Regions from separate parts of the Mus musculus genome. Here all the other regions are linked to region 2. A link is a contact called in public Hi-C, HiChIP or PLAC-seq and promoter capture Hi-C data. All regions are on one chromosome and are shown on one strand. Each heading gives the region's core, a stretch centred on a gene start, on an enhancer-like site or on the middle of the called end of the contact. The rest is flanking DNA. Distances are from core to core; before and after follow the strand shown. Region 1 overlaps Tead1 (TEA domain family member 1). Region 2 has its middle 2.9 kb from the start of Gm24154. Region 3 overlaps Tead1 (TEA domain family member 1). Region 4 overlaps Parva (parvin, alpha). Region 5 holds the start of Parva (parvin, alpha).

Region 1 (2,700 bases), core at 178-2,677, 190 kb before region 2:
ACCCAGTTTGGGAGGAAGGAGTTAGCATTCTGGCTGAACTCCATCACACTACAATAGAAAGCCCCATTACTCAAAAAAACACAAGAGGAGGAACAGGTGACAAGATTTTGGGGGGGTTTGTTTGTTTATTTAAGAAACTGTTTTGGGTTTTGGTTGATAGCTTTATGGTGAGGCATGTGGTATATGGTACTGCTCTGACACACACTATAGATTGACAGCATTGGGCTAATGCATACCTGTTCATTTCACCATTTGCCACTGAGAAACAAATGCAACTTCTTACCAGTATGAAAACACCCTGAGGAATAACGCCTAGGCTAACACGACTTAACACTACAGCTGTTGCCAGATCTTCCCTGCAACAGTGCCTCTGAGATTCCATCACACAGAGGGGGTGCATGTTTTCCAGTAGGAAAAGCAAGGGTCGACAGGTCAAGGTGGTACATGCCTTTAATTCCCAGGAGGCTGAGGCAGGTGGATCTCTATGAATTCCAGAGAGAGGCAAGGCCACATACTGGAGACCCTGTCACAAACAAACATACAAACAAACAAAAACCCAGAAAAGCGTAGTTTGCTGGTCCCCTCGCATTCAGGGCAGCTGTTGGATACTGGATAAGAAAGGCATGCTTTCTGAGACAGTGGAAGCCACATGCAACTAGAGGTAGGATTTAAAGAGGTGGGGATGTAGCTACATGCACTAAGGCCTGGGTTGAACCCCCAGGACCACACTGAACAGACATAGCAGCACGCACCTGTGGTCCCAGCACTCAGGAAGGGGAGGCAGGAGGACCAGGAAAGAGTTCACGGTTCTCGGCAGCTAATGAGATGGGTAAAGGTGCTTGTGGCCAAGCCTGACACCCTGAGTTCAGTCCCGAGGACCCACAAGATTGAAAGGGGAAGAAACCAAAGTCCCACAAGTCATCCTCTAACTGCCATACACCTACTGTGGCGCTCACCGGAGTGTGTGCATACAGAGTAAGTACAATGTAATTAAAAAATTTAACGTCCCTATAATGAAGAGCCTTATGTCTAATCAGCGCCAAGAATCACTTGTGGAAAATCTGCCAGGTACCCCGAGGCAGTCTTTTCACTGGTGTTTAACAATTTCAGGCACAGGGCATCACATTCCCTGTGATGGGGAAGCAGAGCCTGAGATCCATGTTGCCCCATAGCACAGCGGATCAACTGATGCTAGCCTGGTCTATCAGACCCTACTACCCATGCTGAGTGCCAGATGCCCATGGCTACCTCCAGGTCACACCCACAGCACACATAACGAAGTTAGGGTGAACAGCTGAAGCTTATTACTCACCACGGGGGGGGGGGGGGGGAATCAGCTCTGACTTAAACCTCACCCTGTCCTCTCCTCTCCACGGAGTCATCGACTCGTCTCCCATACCTCAGATGGTTTTACTCCACACTGTAATAATGTCCCAGGGCTGGTAGCCAACCACTTACTCACAGGATTTCACAATATCTAATTTGATCCAAGCTGTCCTTCTTGGACTCAAACTTCAAATTCTCATTCCTCAAAAGGTAACGATTGCAACTCAATTGAAAAACAAACAAACAAACAAAAAACATCTATTAAATCCTTACATAATTACATGTGTCATGTCCTCAAACACAGCCTTGCCCAAGGCAAGCTCAAGGTACTCTCTGTGAAACAAGTACCCAACCGGTAAACACAAAGAAGGACCTGTTAATTTGGTTTAGAAAATGCTGTGGAGGCACCTCAGGAGTTTTGAAAACCAAAGAATCAAGAACGGCTATTGTGACATGCCAAGAACATGCCAAGTAAAAAACCAGGATAAATTAAAATTGCCAAGTGTGATTGTACAGTAACTATGTATGATAAAAGAGGCCGGGGCAGGGAGGCAGCAGGGGTGAACCACACGGCTACGGTATAAACAGCATTTAATTTTTGTTTGATTTTATCTTTGCACGCGTGTATATATGCAGGTGTGTACAAGTGACTGTCAATGCCAGAAGAGGGCACCAGAGTGCCCGATCCCCTAGAGCTGAAGAGACTGGTGACCGTGAGCCTCCCAACATGGGTGCCAGGAACCAAGCAGTCTTGACTGCTGAGACATCTCTCTCCAGCCCCACTGTGACACACTTTCACACAGGAAAAAACTCTACCATGGTGGGCTGGGGTTATTTCCCTAGAAACATGGTGACAGGAGACAACTGAGTTTCAAGAAGCTGATGGAACATTCTGGGTATCTTCCATAGCAAGAGACTTGACGATAAATCCTACATGCTCCGATTTTACAGGCCTTGATGTCAAGTTCCTAAAAACAAATTTCACAAACAGCTGCCTAAGGCTCTCCTTTACGTCACCTTGGTTCAGGTACAGGGGCATCCAGCCCTGTATCATTTAGATCCTAGGACACCTGAGGAGCAGAGAGGAGGCCGGGCTGCACTCTGCTGCATCTCTCTGCAGGCTAGAACACAATGTTCATAATTAAGACTATCTGAATTCCTCCCTGAATATTTTCTCTCTTTTTTTTCTTTCCTTCAACTCATTGATAAAGTCTTGATTAAAAATACAGACGTTTTGTCATCCTTACTACATTAACCTCATCTCCAAACTCTTCTGGCTGGATGAGAGCTAATGCTGCTGCCTCTGTCTGGTCAATTATTACATGGACACGAGGGACCAATTAATGCCATCCATAAAAGCCTGAATCATTCTGT
Region 2 (2,700 bases), core at 199-2,698:
TGGGAAATGCAAATTATGATTGTTTCGAGGTTCTATCTCACCTCAAGCAGAATGACTAGCATCAAGGAAACACTGACAGAGAGATCTCTGTGAGCCAGCCTGGTCTACATAGGGAGTTTCAGGACAGCCAGGGCTATAAAGTGAGACTTGTGTCAAAAAGAGAGAGGGGGGGAAAGGGAGAGGGAGAGGAAGGAAGGAAGGAAGGAAGGAAGGAAGGAAGGAAGGAAGGAAGGAAGGAAGGGAGAAAGAAAGGAAGGAAGAAAGAAAAAAACAAAACAAAAACCATGCTACAAAGGCAGGTGGACCCAGGAGAATTTAACCTGGCACAGTCATTATAGACATCAGTGGTAGATTTCCCAAAAAGCTAAACACAGAGAAGCACCATATGTCCCAGCGAAACCTCTCCCGGGGATCGATCTGAAGCATCTCTGTCAACAGGCCACAGCGATGCTTGCACATCTGTGTCATAATAGCCAAAATCAAACCAACCTAGATGTCCACCAACAGACGAGTGAATAAAGAGACTCTGATGCCAGTTCTGGAGAGACGGGTGGATGGCTCAGTTAAGAGTACTTGTTTTGGCTGCAAAGGACCCAGGTTCAGTTCCCTGCACCCACATGATGGCTCACAACCATTTATAAGTCCAGTTCCAGGGGAGCCCATGCCCTCTCATGGTATATATACACACAGGCAGGCAAACATGCGTAATAAACCTAAAAGAGAAAACGTGGTACATGCACAGAATGGAATTTTATGTAGCCATAAAGAAAATGAAATCGTGACATTTGTAGTCAAATGGATGCAACTGGAGATTATTAGGTTAAATGAAATAAGCCTGACTGCAGAAAGATAAATACCACATGTTTTCCCTTATGTGCAGAACCTTGAATTAAAATTGGGGTGTGTGTGCATGTGCCAGTGTGTGTGTGTGTGTGTGTGCATATGCCAGTGTGTGTGTGTGTGTGTGTCTGTGTGTGTGTGTGTGTGTGTGTGTGTGTAGGTGATGAAGCCAGCACAAGAGGTAAGGAAGAGATTTTAAGGGAGGTGAGAGATAAGATATTGGAACACATATAAGACGGCAGAAAGGGGACTATCTGGGGGAAAGAAGGAAACCAGCTGCGGGGGATGGGGAGCAACGTGAGGAACGGGAAGCAGCTGACAACAAGATAGTGACATCTATGCTATCTATGTAAGGATACTATAATGAAACCCATCACTTTGTATGCTAATTTAAAAATTAATTAAAAAACAAAATCAAAAAATACCCTAAAACAACCTTTCCCCTTTGCTCCGCTTCATCGGTCCTGTATGTAAATTGTTTCTTAGTCCATATTCCCACCGTGGTGAGGTAACGAGGCTGGTCACAGAGCCAAGGCCTGCTCAGGGTGTGCAGTGGGTGGGCACTCTCTTTCCCAACCACTGGGCTGGAAATGCTCCAGGCCACGCTCCTACAGAACTTGACTCTTCTTCCAGATGAGTGTGTCTCTGTTTCTACTGAGAGCTTTTAGCCGCGCTCTGAGGCTTGGCTTCACCAAACACAAGCACGGCGCAGTAGTGCAAACAGACAGAATCGCTGAAATACGGCTGTTTCCGGTGCCAGCTCTGTGCGGGATGCATCGTAAGGGATGGAAATCCCACAGTGTGAGAAAGATGTAAGGAAGCAGACACCGTGCTTCAGAAATCTGGCTGCCTTATGCGATAATGAACTTCTTCAGAGGGTACATTTGGTTTCACTGCTAAATATAATGGGAGATTGACAGCAGTTGCAAAAACGGCCCACATCAAGTGTGTTTCCAATATTGAGAAACCATCGAGAGGAATGATACTTGCGGTCACTGCAAATATGCATGAAGATAAGCATGCAGTTTCTCTTTCTCTTTCCCTCTCTTTCTTTCTCTGAGTCTGTGTCTTCCGTCGTCCCCCCTCCCACATGCAGTTTCTCTTTCTCTTTCCCTCCACTTTCTCTCTCTGAGTCTGTGTCTTCCGTCGTCCCCCCTCCCACATACCTCCTTCGCCCTCCCACTCCCTCTCCTTTTCCCACATCTTTCTCCTTCCCCCTCTCTGAGGGGAGGGAGGGTCTCAGGTAACTTGGGTTGATCTGAAACTCACTATGTAGGTGAGGATAACCAGGAACTGCTGATCCTTCTGCCTCCCCTCCTCCTTCATGCTGGGATTACTGTCATTAAACACAAGGTTCAGTTTATACAGTACTGGGGAATTGAACCTAGAGCCTTGTATTTGTTAAGGAAATGGTCTATCAGCTGAACCACATTCCAGCCTACAGTTGTCTCTTGATGTTAATGTCTCTCAGTATCTTTCTTGGGTGGCGATCCAATTCTTTCATCCCGGGAAGGAGAGGGATGGCCCCTGCCCCCTACTATCAGATACCGAAGACTCCATGGCTTGGGTGGCAGCAAGTCTGGCTGGGACTCAGCAATTTTTTTTAGATAGTGTCTTTGGCTTTGCATTCCACATGGTCTCTGCTGCATGGAAGTGACCCTAAGCAAATGTGGAGGCATTGATGTGACTGGGTTCTTACCAACTTTTATTGGTGGAGCAGATTTGGCTTTAGTGTGCCAACCCTGCTTCTGAGCTTATTCTATAATGAAACGCCACAACCACATGAATGGTTCCACATTCAAAGACATTTTTCTTGTGTACATGTGACTTTTAGACACAGTTTGGATCTATACAACAACT
Region 3 (2,700 bases), core at 142-2,641, 140 kb before region 2:
TAGAGAAAAGGGATGCTCTCGGGGACCGCTGACTACTGGTCGAACATTAAGATTCGTTTATGTGCTAGCAAAAGCTTGATCACGAAGGGTGACCCTGGCCTTACATGGGCTCACATGACTCTGTCTCCGACTGGCTGAGGTAGCACTAAGGAGAGTCAACTTTCTCTGACAAAGTTAAAGCAGATCCCCTAAAGGGAGGCCCAGTCTCCAATTCAACTAGCCCAGGAACTACCACACTTCCCTCCAAGATAGCCTGAGGCATTCTATCTTATGCCACAAGACAGGGAGCCAAGGGGAGTGCTTCCTCCCTGGACAGATGGAGATACTGCAAGGCCAATGCAGAAAACCCATCTCTTCCTGATCAGGGGACAAAACCATGCAGGTTGTGTACTCTCTGGCCCTGTGAAACCCACAACCATACTAGACTCTTCCTCCCTAGTGAGGAAAAACGGTTGCCTCATTTTAAATCTGGCTGGCCACCAACAGACAGTAATCGGATAGTGTTAACTTAAGGAGAAAGACACCCATACTCAAAAACAGATACAACTGGGAAGTACTGGGAACTGAGTTACCCTCGTCCTAGACACATATCCCACAGCCAACACCAAACTTACCAATATCTAATCACCCTGCTGAATTCCACCCCTCAAAACCACAATATCCTAGATGGCAAGTCTCCAAGGACCTGTTGTCCTCATTTATTTGATCATCTTTCCCAGGAGCCCAAAACTACATTAACACCAAGCACAAATGTGATCAGGTTAATAGCTGATAGAATAACTCCAATCTGAAGCTTCCATGGATTCAGTTCTCAGCAAGAGATCTTAAAAATCATTTTCACATAAAAAGTTTACAATTGAGTTATAGGCAAAGTGGGCAACTATTTACAAAGGAAAATCTCAATGGAGGGGGAAAAAACATTTTCAAAGGCACGATCTCATTAGATAGCTTAGGCTGGCTCTAATTCTCACTCTCCTTCTGCCTTAGACTCCTGAGTGTTGTTGGGATTATAGATGTACACCACCAAATGTCTTACGCCATTAATTTAGATTAAAACAACCTGTGAGCAAAGAAGTGGGAGCTTCACAATGCAACATCCCAAAGCTATGCTTCAAGGGAAAGCTGAGGAAGGAGAAGCCGGGGAAGAAAGGACGGACGCAGGATCCACCCACAGCAGCTGAGCAACCGGTTTCGGCCCGACTTCACTACCCTAGATAAAAAGAGGATTCTCTGGCTATAGCAGAAACTCACAAGAGCATAAAACAAATGCCACAAGTTTGGGTTCTCACTCCCGAGTGCATGACAGGCTGAGAGGCTCAGTGCCACAGAAAGCAAAAGTGTCTTTGTTTCCATTACATCATCCGTGGTGAAGGGGGAGGGCAGGCAGGGCACAGCTGGTGGCAGCTGTGCTACCATCTGCTCTCCTCTCAGAAGTCTTTGCTGGTCTGAGCACAGCCTCCTTGGGCTCCTGACAGAGACACGCGGGGTTAAAGGTACAACACCCTATTACAGAAATAGTGGGAATTACTGAGAAATAAATCACTCCTCTGTTGAGTTAAGAGCCTCGGGTAGTGGATGAGCCAGTGTTGGTGGAATTTATGCTGGCTGCATCTCTTTAGACTTGGTGACAACACAAACTCTGTCAACTCAGTTAGACAAGCACTATGTACAAGTGACCACCTGCCACCTACTTTCCTAAAGGTAGATAGCCAAAAAACCCGCAAGTCTGCATGCAGCTGGGAGCATTCTGGAAAGAGAATGTCCCCAACCTGTGGAGGGAAGCTTCACACCAGCTAGGGTGGGGACATTCGCTGTCAGCAACCAGAGCCATTTGGAAAGCTGGGCCTGCCTTCCTTGCCTCATGCAGCTTTCCCCAGAACCTACTCAGAGGACAGTCATAGAGGAAGGGGAAGCTGGGAGCTGGGAGCTGGGCACATGAATTGGGGCTGGGGAAAAACAGATGGGACAGGACAGGACACACAACAACGTCTTAACTAGCCATTCAGCTGCAAGTTAGAAGCAAGAATGGAAACAGGCCAATCAAACCTGTGTGTGTTTTATCTGGCCAGTACAGGGCTGATCCTGAAGTGGGGGATTTCAGAATTTTTAGAGGGACATAATGTTGAGGCAGGGTCTCATTAAGTCCAGGTTGGCCAGAATTCTCTATGTAGACCTTGAACTTCTGGTCAACCTAGCTCCACTTCCTGAGTGCTGGGATTACAGGGGAGCACTACTGGGATTACAGGGGAGCACTGCCATGCCCTGTTTCCCAAGGCTGTAGATTAAACCTAGAGGTCTGTGCTGCCAGGAACAACCACATCCCCAGCCAATAAAAAAAGAATAGATTTCAAATACAAATCTAAAGCACAAGATCTTCCTGCAAGGGTGGGAAGGACTCAAGGGACTCGGTCCCACTCGACGCCAGCTATGTGGAGCCGAATGACTGAAGAATTTGTTCCCTCCTGCACGTATGCCACCGTGGCACGTGAACCTTGAGAGCATCTGCCAGAAGGCCTGTCAAGCATGAAGAGAAAACCCCCAAGGGATGGTATCCCAGGATCCTCCTCTGTAGTGGAGCCCTGGTCCCTGGGATAGCCAAATGTCATTCTACAAAGAGCAACCAGGCTGGCTTCGGAGAACATCCCCTCCCACTGCAGCAGGCTGGAGGCCCTGAAAGGAATGTTCCAGGCCACTTACCAT
Region 4 (2,700 bases), core at 178-2,677, 150 kb after region 2:
TAAACGGAGAAGGCTCTTTCTTGAAAGCCTTGTGTATCATTGTGTCAGCACTGACTTTTCTAAGCATGCTGTAGGCTTCATACATCATTTGATTCCAACTTCACAGACGCTACGTAGGCCATCCATGACCCACCAACTCAACGCAGCCTGACTATGAGGAGATGATCAGAAGCACCCAACTTCCTGGAAATATAAGCTCTAGGGGCTGGACAGATGGCTCAGTGGTTAGGAGCACTTGTTGCTCTTCCAGAGGACCTGGGTTTGATTCCTAGCCACATGGTGGCTCACACCCATCTGTAACCCTAGTCCTAGAAGATCAGGTACTTTTTTTGTTTTGTTTTGTTTTGTTTTGTTTTTTGCCTCTGTGAGCACTATATGAATAAGACGCACAGATATACAAGCAGGCCAAAAATGTTCATCACACCAAAAAAAAAAAAAAAAAAAGGCAAAAATTTTAGAAAGAAAATATAAGAACCAAGGAAAGCCTGAAACCTATCCCTACCACAAGGAGATTAGGAATCTGGGCCCACCTAAGGAAATGTGGTCCCGGAGCAGAGAAAGATGGTTCTTAGGTAAGAAGAGCTAAGAGAATCCAAACAAAGTGTGGGTGTGTCCTCTAGTGAAAGCTGTGCATCAGTACTGGCTCACCCACTGTAACCAAGGTCTCCCACCAGCGTGAGTCTACAGTAGGGGGAAGGGTATGAGATATACATGAGGACCCTGTATTAGCCCCATATATTCTCTATAAATTCAAGTCTTCTCCAAAAAAAAAACAAATTAAAGCCTATTTTAAAATTATTACTGTTCACCTAAATATCTAAAGGAAAAGAAATGAAGGGATCTTTTAAAAGAACAAAGAAAGAAAAACCTTTGAGACAGTCTTTCATTGAGCCTAGAGTTGTGTTTTCAGGCTACATTGGCAACCAGTAAGCCCTAGTGACGTGACATGGATGTTATTACACATGTGCCCACACATGTGGAGATCAGAGGAGAACTTTCTGGAGTCTGTTTTCTCCTACCATGGGTTCTGGGGGACAGAATTCAGGACACAGGCTTTCATAGTAAGTAAGTACTTTTACCATTCTGTCAAGCCAGTCTTCAGCTTCCGATTCTGCCCCTTCCACTTCCCATTGCCTGGGCCTCCCGAGTGCTGGGACCACAGGCTTGCACCACGATGCTCAGGCTTATGCAGTACTGGGGTGGCACCCAGGGCTTTGGGTACACTAACTGGGTGAGCTCTCTGCCATCTGAGCCTCTTGGTTTTACACAAAGGTTCCATGTGATGAGTCACTAAAAATGGTTCTACGGTGATTTTTCCCCCTGTTTTATTTTCACATTTGAAGCTAAGATGGTTGTGGTGGTGGAGGATCCTCGGCTGTGTCCAGGGAAGGAAGGACACGGGTTTTGGAGTGAGCAATCTGGCAGGCTCAGCGTGAATCACAGACTGGTTGCGGGCACTGGGCCCTATTGAGATTTGCCGGTGATGCGTCCAGAGAGAGGAGGAGAAACAAGCAAGAGAGAACCAACTTCCCTAAAAGGAGAAAGCAAGAGGCCTTGTGTAGGACCCCTTGGATCCAGCCACAACCAATCAAATGTATCCACGGCTGAGCCCCAAATGTACGCCTGGAACAGGCTGGGCTGGCCCTCTGCAGACCGGCCTGACAGCTAGTCAAGGGAAAACAACCGCAGCACAGGAGGCGAAGCAGCTGGCTGGGGCCCTGGCTAAGGGAGGGGAAAGGCTTAGAGGGAGTTTCCTGAGAGCTGAAAAGAGCTAGGGTGTTTCACACAGGAGGCTTGGAAGCTAAATCTTGAATCCCAGGCAGAACAAAGGAGATCCCACATCAGTCTGAGGGCCATCCAATCCCTGATCCACAGTCCCTGGACCATACTGACTAAGGGTCCTGGGACTGCATATCCAACCACGCTCCCTGAATTTTGTAGCTTCCCCTGGTCTCCATGGTCAGTTAAAATCAGGACTCAGTGTGCCACCTGGAAAAATGCTTGCTATCTGCATTCCTCGAAGCTAGGGACATGTCAGCAAGTCCAGTCACTCCTCCAAAGGCATGATATCATTCCACATAGCCTGGCAAGCAATCTCTCTAAAGAGACTTCCTCCTCTTCCTCTTCCTCTTCCTCCTCCTCCTCTTCCTCCTCCTCCTCCTCCTCTTTCCTTTTGAAACAGGTTCTCATGATGGAGTCCTATCTAGCCTAGAACTCACTATGTAGACCAGGCTGGTGTTGAACTCACAGAGATCTGCTTCTGCCTCCCAAGTGCTAAGATTTAAAACACTCACTACACCTGGAAAAAAAACCAGACTTACAATTTCTCAGCCAAAGGTTATAACAGAATGTGCTACAGTTAAGGATATTTGGTACAAAAATGTTGTTTGTATTCCTCTTTCTGCTGCAACCAATTACCACATATTTAGTGGCTTAAAACAACGCACATTCATTATTTCACAATGGTGGAGGTCAGAAGTCACAATAGGTCTCACTGGGCTGGAGTCAGGACGTCAGCAGGCCCATGTTCTCTTCTGGAGGCTCTGAGGAGAATCTCTGCCCTTCCCTTTTTCAGGTGCTGGTGGCCTCCAACATGGCTTGGCTCATGGCTCCTCACCCTGTGTTTACAGTCTGTCCTGTCACATATCTCTGACCTCTCGTCCCTGGCCACACCTCCCTGTAGCTCTCAGGTCCCTCTCC
Region 5 (2,700 bases), core at 97-2,596, 190 kb after region 2:
TGGGCAGGCCTGTAATCCCAAATACTTTGGAAGCCGAGGCAGGAGGACCACAAAGTTCTGCCTGGGCTACACAAGACTAAGCACAAGGCTAAAGAGTCTCAAAAGAGAAAGAATAAGACCGCGGTGCTCACGCAGTAGACCTAAGGCCCTCTAAATCCAATCCCAGCCATGCCAAAGAGGAAAACATTTTAAACCCCTTTTTATTCACACACCTATCGCCACATTGATTTTTAGAATCATCACTGCATTTCCTACGCCCAAATGTGAGTTGTAAATTCTGCCTACGGGGGAAAAAGTACTTTCCACAGAAACTATTCTGGAAACAAAAAATGAGATTGCTGCAATTCACTGTGGTGGGAAAAAGAAATCTTTTCTTTTTCTTTAAATAAAACTTGGAATGGAATGTCCAGGTTCACAGCAGGGTCACAGTCCTTAGGTGTAGTGAGTTTATCTCACCATTCCTCAATCCCCCCCCCCCCAACTTCGGCACGTTCTTCTCTCAGTCAGTCAACTAACATTTTATACAGATCATCAAAGTCCACACAAGTCCAGGGAGCCCGCGAGAGATCCAAGGAGGCCATTGCAGCTGCAGCAAAAGACCTGAAGGCGCCCAGGAAACGACGGCGCAACAGACCAATGAAGGCTGAGAGCGGGGAATGACGGCGCCCGAGAAAACTTTCCAGCAGAAACTTGGCAAATGCCAGTCCTCGGGCGCGCAGAGGGCGGGGACAGCGGCCTAGGGGAGAGCACAGGGGACCGGCTGGGCCTGGGCTCTGGGACAACAGCCACCCAAAGCCTGGGCTCCGCCTGTGGACCAGAGATGACACCGACCCGGTTAGGGCTTTGGAGGCGACATGGGGACACTGAGAGGCGCGCCCAGGCACTGCCAGGGGGGTCTCCCACTTCCAGGCTCCCGATCCCTGCAGCGCCCACGGCCTCGGCTGTTCCTACCTTCTTTGGCTTTCTTCCTCCGGGCCAGCGTCCCTCCGAGTTTCCCCAAGAACGAGTCATCCTTCTTGCGGGACGGAGGCGACTTGGGAGTGGGTGATTTGGGGACCAAGGGCGACTTCTGTGGGGATGTGGCCATGGCGGCTGGACGCGGAGCTGGAGCTGGGCGGCCGCGGCGGGCGGCGGCGGGACTGAGGCTGCGGCTTTCCAAACGGAAGCGGAATTATTCCAGGCATTTGAGGCAGCTCGCTCGCCTTTCCCGTCCCTCGCTCCCTCCCTCGCGCCGCCCTCCGCCCTGCGAGGAGCTGCTGCGCCTGGGGCCCCCGTGCCCAGGGCTGCCCTGGCTACGAGGATGCCCTGGCTTGCCGCTTGCTGGGGGCTATAGACGCAGGGGCAAGTGCATGCTAGGGGGACGTGAGGTCTTATCTGGAGCTTGGAAGCCTTCACTTCTCTGCTTTGCATACACACACACACACACACACACACACACACACACACACACACACGCGTCAGAATCCGCAGGGAATCAGCCCTGTGACCCTATTTCCCAGCTGCTGCGGTCTCTTGCTCTACCTCCTGCATGGATGGGTTCCTATACTGTTAGTACTTTTGTCTCACAAAGAAGTCAAGGATCTAAAATGGGCTCTGGTCCCAACAGACTTCCCGTTCAACTTCTGCATGAATCTGCGGACTTCCACCTTCTCCTGTCCACACTCAAACAAAGCTGGAAGTCCACGACGGCAGACGCTCATCTATCTAGCCAAGAGCAATAGAATTAGTTCCAGACTCTCTTGACCTGACGCTGGAGTCACACCAGGCAGTTTTAAAGATTCATGCTGGAGATGTTTAGGAGTCCTGCGTACTTTTACTGTGCTTCTTCGTCCTAAGTTGTGGCTTGACCATCTCTTTCCCATTCTTTCAGGATACCTTGGTCATACACCAGCGGGAAGAGTTACATAACTGTTTCCACAGCTCTTTCCGTGATGGGGCATAAACAAATATCTATGTCTCCTTCCCAGAGCACCACCACCAAATTACCTTTTCCCTGAAATCAAGCTTGGGATCCAATGAGTTTATCAGACTTACAGAGCCTGGGGAAGGAGTCACCTACAGGAATGTGGGCGGGCCCCAAAGCAGCTGCACTACTGCAAATTTCTACCCCAGGGCGGATGACTTCCCCTAACTGTCTAAATGGAATCCCCTTCAGCTAATCTTCAACAGACTACTACTCTAACACCTCCAGTGACCACGTGGAATTAGGACAGAATGACCTAGTAGGGTTACAAGAGGGAGTGGCCAGAATTGAGATGAAAATTCAGTGACTGTCCCTGCTCCATCCTTCTATAAGGGAACATCAATAAACAGGGTCGGTCTCTAGGTCAGGAGTCGAGTGGGAAGGGAGGTCGCAAGTTCTCACATCTGCTTAGATGAAGATGGTGGCTGTCTTGCTCTGAGGAGGGCTTTCCACATGTACACTACACACACTGATGGAATCTGACTGAACCTCTGACTCAGAGGGAGCAAGATTTTGAACTGAGCTGGAGAAATCGGTCCAGCAGTTGGGCACTAGGTTGTGATCTAGTGCCCAGCTAGGCAGCAGTGTCTGTTCTCAGCCAGAGGCACGTGTTGATGAGTGACATGCATGTTGGTGATGAGAATGTGTGTCTTAACTTCCTTCCTATTGTTCTGATAAATCCCAGAACCGGAAGCAACCTAGAGAGGAGAGGGTTTATTTTACCTGTAAGGTAGCAG

What was found. A called contact is a pair of places that touch in the nucleus more often than the background predicts. HiChIP or PLAC-seq counts read pairs in DNA pulled down with a chosen protein or histone mark. Capture Hi-C pulls out chosen DNA fragments and counts their contacts.
Region 1: a Hi-C map of muscle stem cells shows a contact between it and region 2, with 1.6 times the contacts expected there. The contact joins two enhancer-like sites. A contact is called at or near these places in 3 of 484 Hi-C or Micro-C datasets (cerebral cortex, embryonic stem cells and muscle stem cells) and 3 of 115 datasets of contacts at active chromatin or transcription factors (embryonic stem cells, kidney and large pre-B cells).
Region 3: a contact with region 2 is called in a promoter capture Hi-C map of adipose tissue. The contact joins two enhancer-like sites. A contact is called at or near these places in 1 of 484 Hi-C or Micro-C datasets (nephron progenitors) and 2 of 9 other capture datasets (adipose tissue and pancreatic islet).
Region 4: a contact with region 2 is called in a Hi-C map of muscle stem cells, with 2.0 times the contacts expected there. The contact joins two enhancer-like sites. A contact is called at or near these places in 1 of 15 datasets of contacts at CTCF or cohesin (the NIH/3T3 cell line), 18 of 484 Hi-C or Micro-C datasets (cerebral cortex, cranial neural crest, embryonic fibroblasts and 5 more), 6 of 115 datasets of contacts at active chromatin or transcription factors (the NIH/3T3 cell line, embryonic fibroblasts, embryonic stem cells and 2 more) and 1 of 9 other capture datasets (embryonic stem cells).
Region 5: an H3K27ac HiChIP or PLAC-seq map of extraembryonic endoderm stem cells shows a contact between it and region 2, with 4 times the contacts expected there. The contact joins the promoter of Parva here to the enhancer-like site in region 2. A contact is called at or near these places in 3 of 39 promoter capture datasets (cranial neural crest, maxillary cranial neural crest and second pharyngeal arch cranial neural crest), 7 of 115 datasets of contacts at active chromatin or transcription factors (craniofacial prominence, embryonic forebrain, embryonic stem cells and 3 more) and 3 of 9 other capture datasets (adipose tissue, embryonic stem cells and pancreatic islet).

The regions. Positions count from the first base shown.
Region 1 is chr7:112,812,653-112,815,352 of GRCm38.p6, reverse strand. The region is part of intron 2 of Tead1 (TEA domain family member 1); the gene reads right to left. Among named protein-coding and RNA genes, the nearest start is that of Tead1, 130 kb to the right of the region's middle. Within about 2 kb of position 1,427, at least 38 of the 459 cell types and tissues checked have an H3K27ac peak or open chromatin away from gene starts, as enhancers often do. A contact at or near this core is called in muscle stem cells, where this site is marked.
Region 2 is chr7:112,619,814-112,622,513 of GRCm38.p6, reverse strand. No RefSeq gene overlaps it. Among named protein-coding and RNA genes, the nearest start is that of Gm24154, 2.9 kb to the right of the region's middle. Within about 2 kb of position 1,448, at least 28 of the 459 cell types and tissues checked have an H3K27ac peak or open chromatin away from gene starts, as enhancers often do. A contact at or near this core is called in the NIH/3T3 cell line, adipose tissue and muscle stem cells, where this site is marked.
Region 3 is chr7:112,759,637-112,762,336 of GRCm38.p6, reverse strand. It overlaps Tead1 (TEA domain family member 1), which reads right to left. Exons shown (of 13, transcript NM_009346.4): 2 at 2,698-2,700. Among named protein-coding and RNA genes, the nearest start is that of Tead1, 82 kb to the right of the region's middle. Within about 2 kb of position 1,391, at least 98 of the 459 cell types and tissues checked have an H3K27ac peak or open chromatin away from gene starts, as enhancers often do. A contact at or near this core is called in adipose tissue, where this site is marked.
Region 4 is chr7:112,466,763-112,469,462 of GRCm38.p6, reverse strand. All of the region lies in intron 1 of Parva (parvin, alpha), which reads right to left. Among named protein-coding and RNA genes, the nearest start is that of Gm45998, 17 kb to the right of the region's middle. Within about 2 kb of position 1,427, at least 166 of the 459 cell types and tissues checked have an H3K27ac peak or open chromatin away from gene starts, as enhancers often do. A contact at or near this core is called in the NIH/3T3 cell line and muscle stem cells, where this site is marked.
Region 5 is chr7:112,426,352-112,429,051 of GRCm38.p6, reverse strand. It overlaps Parva (parvin, alpha), which reads right to left and starts at 1,346. Exons shown (of 13, transcript NM_020606.5): 1 at 952-1,346. The coding sequence starts at 1,087.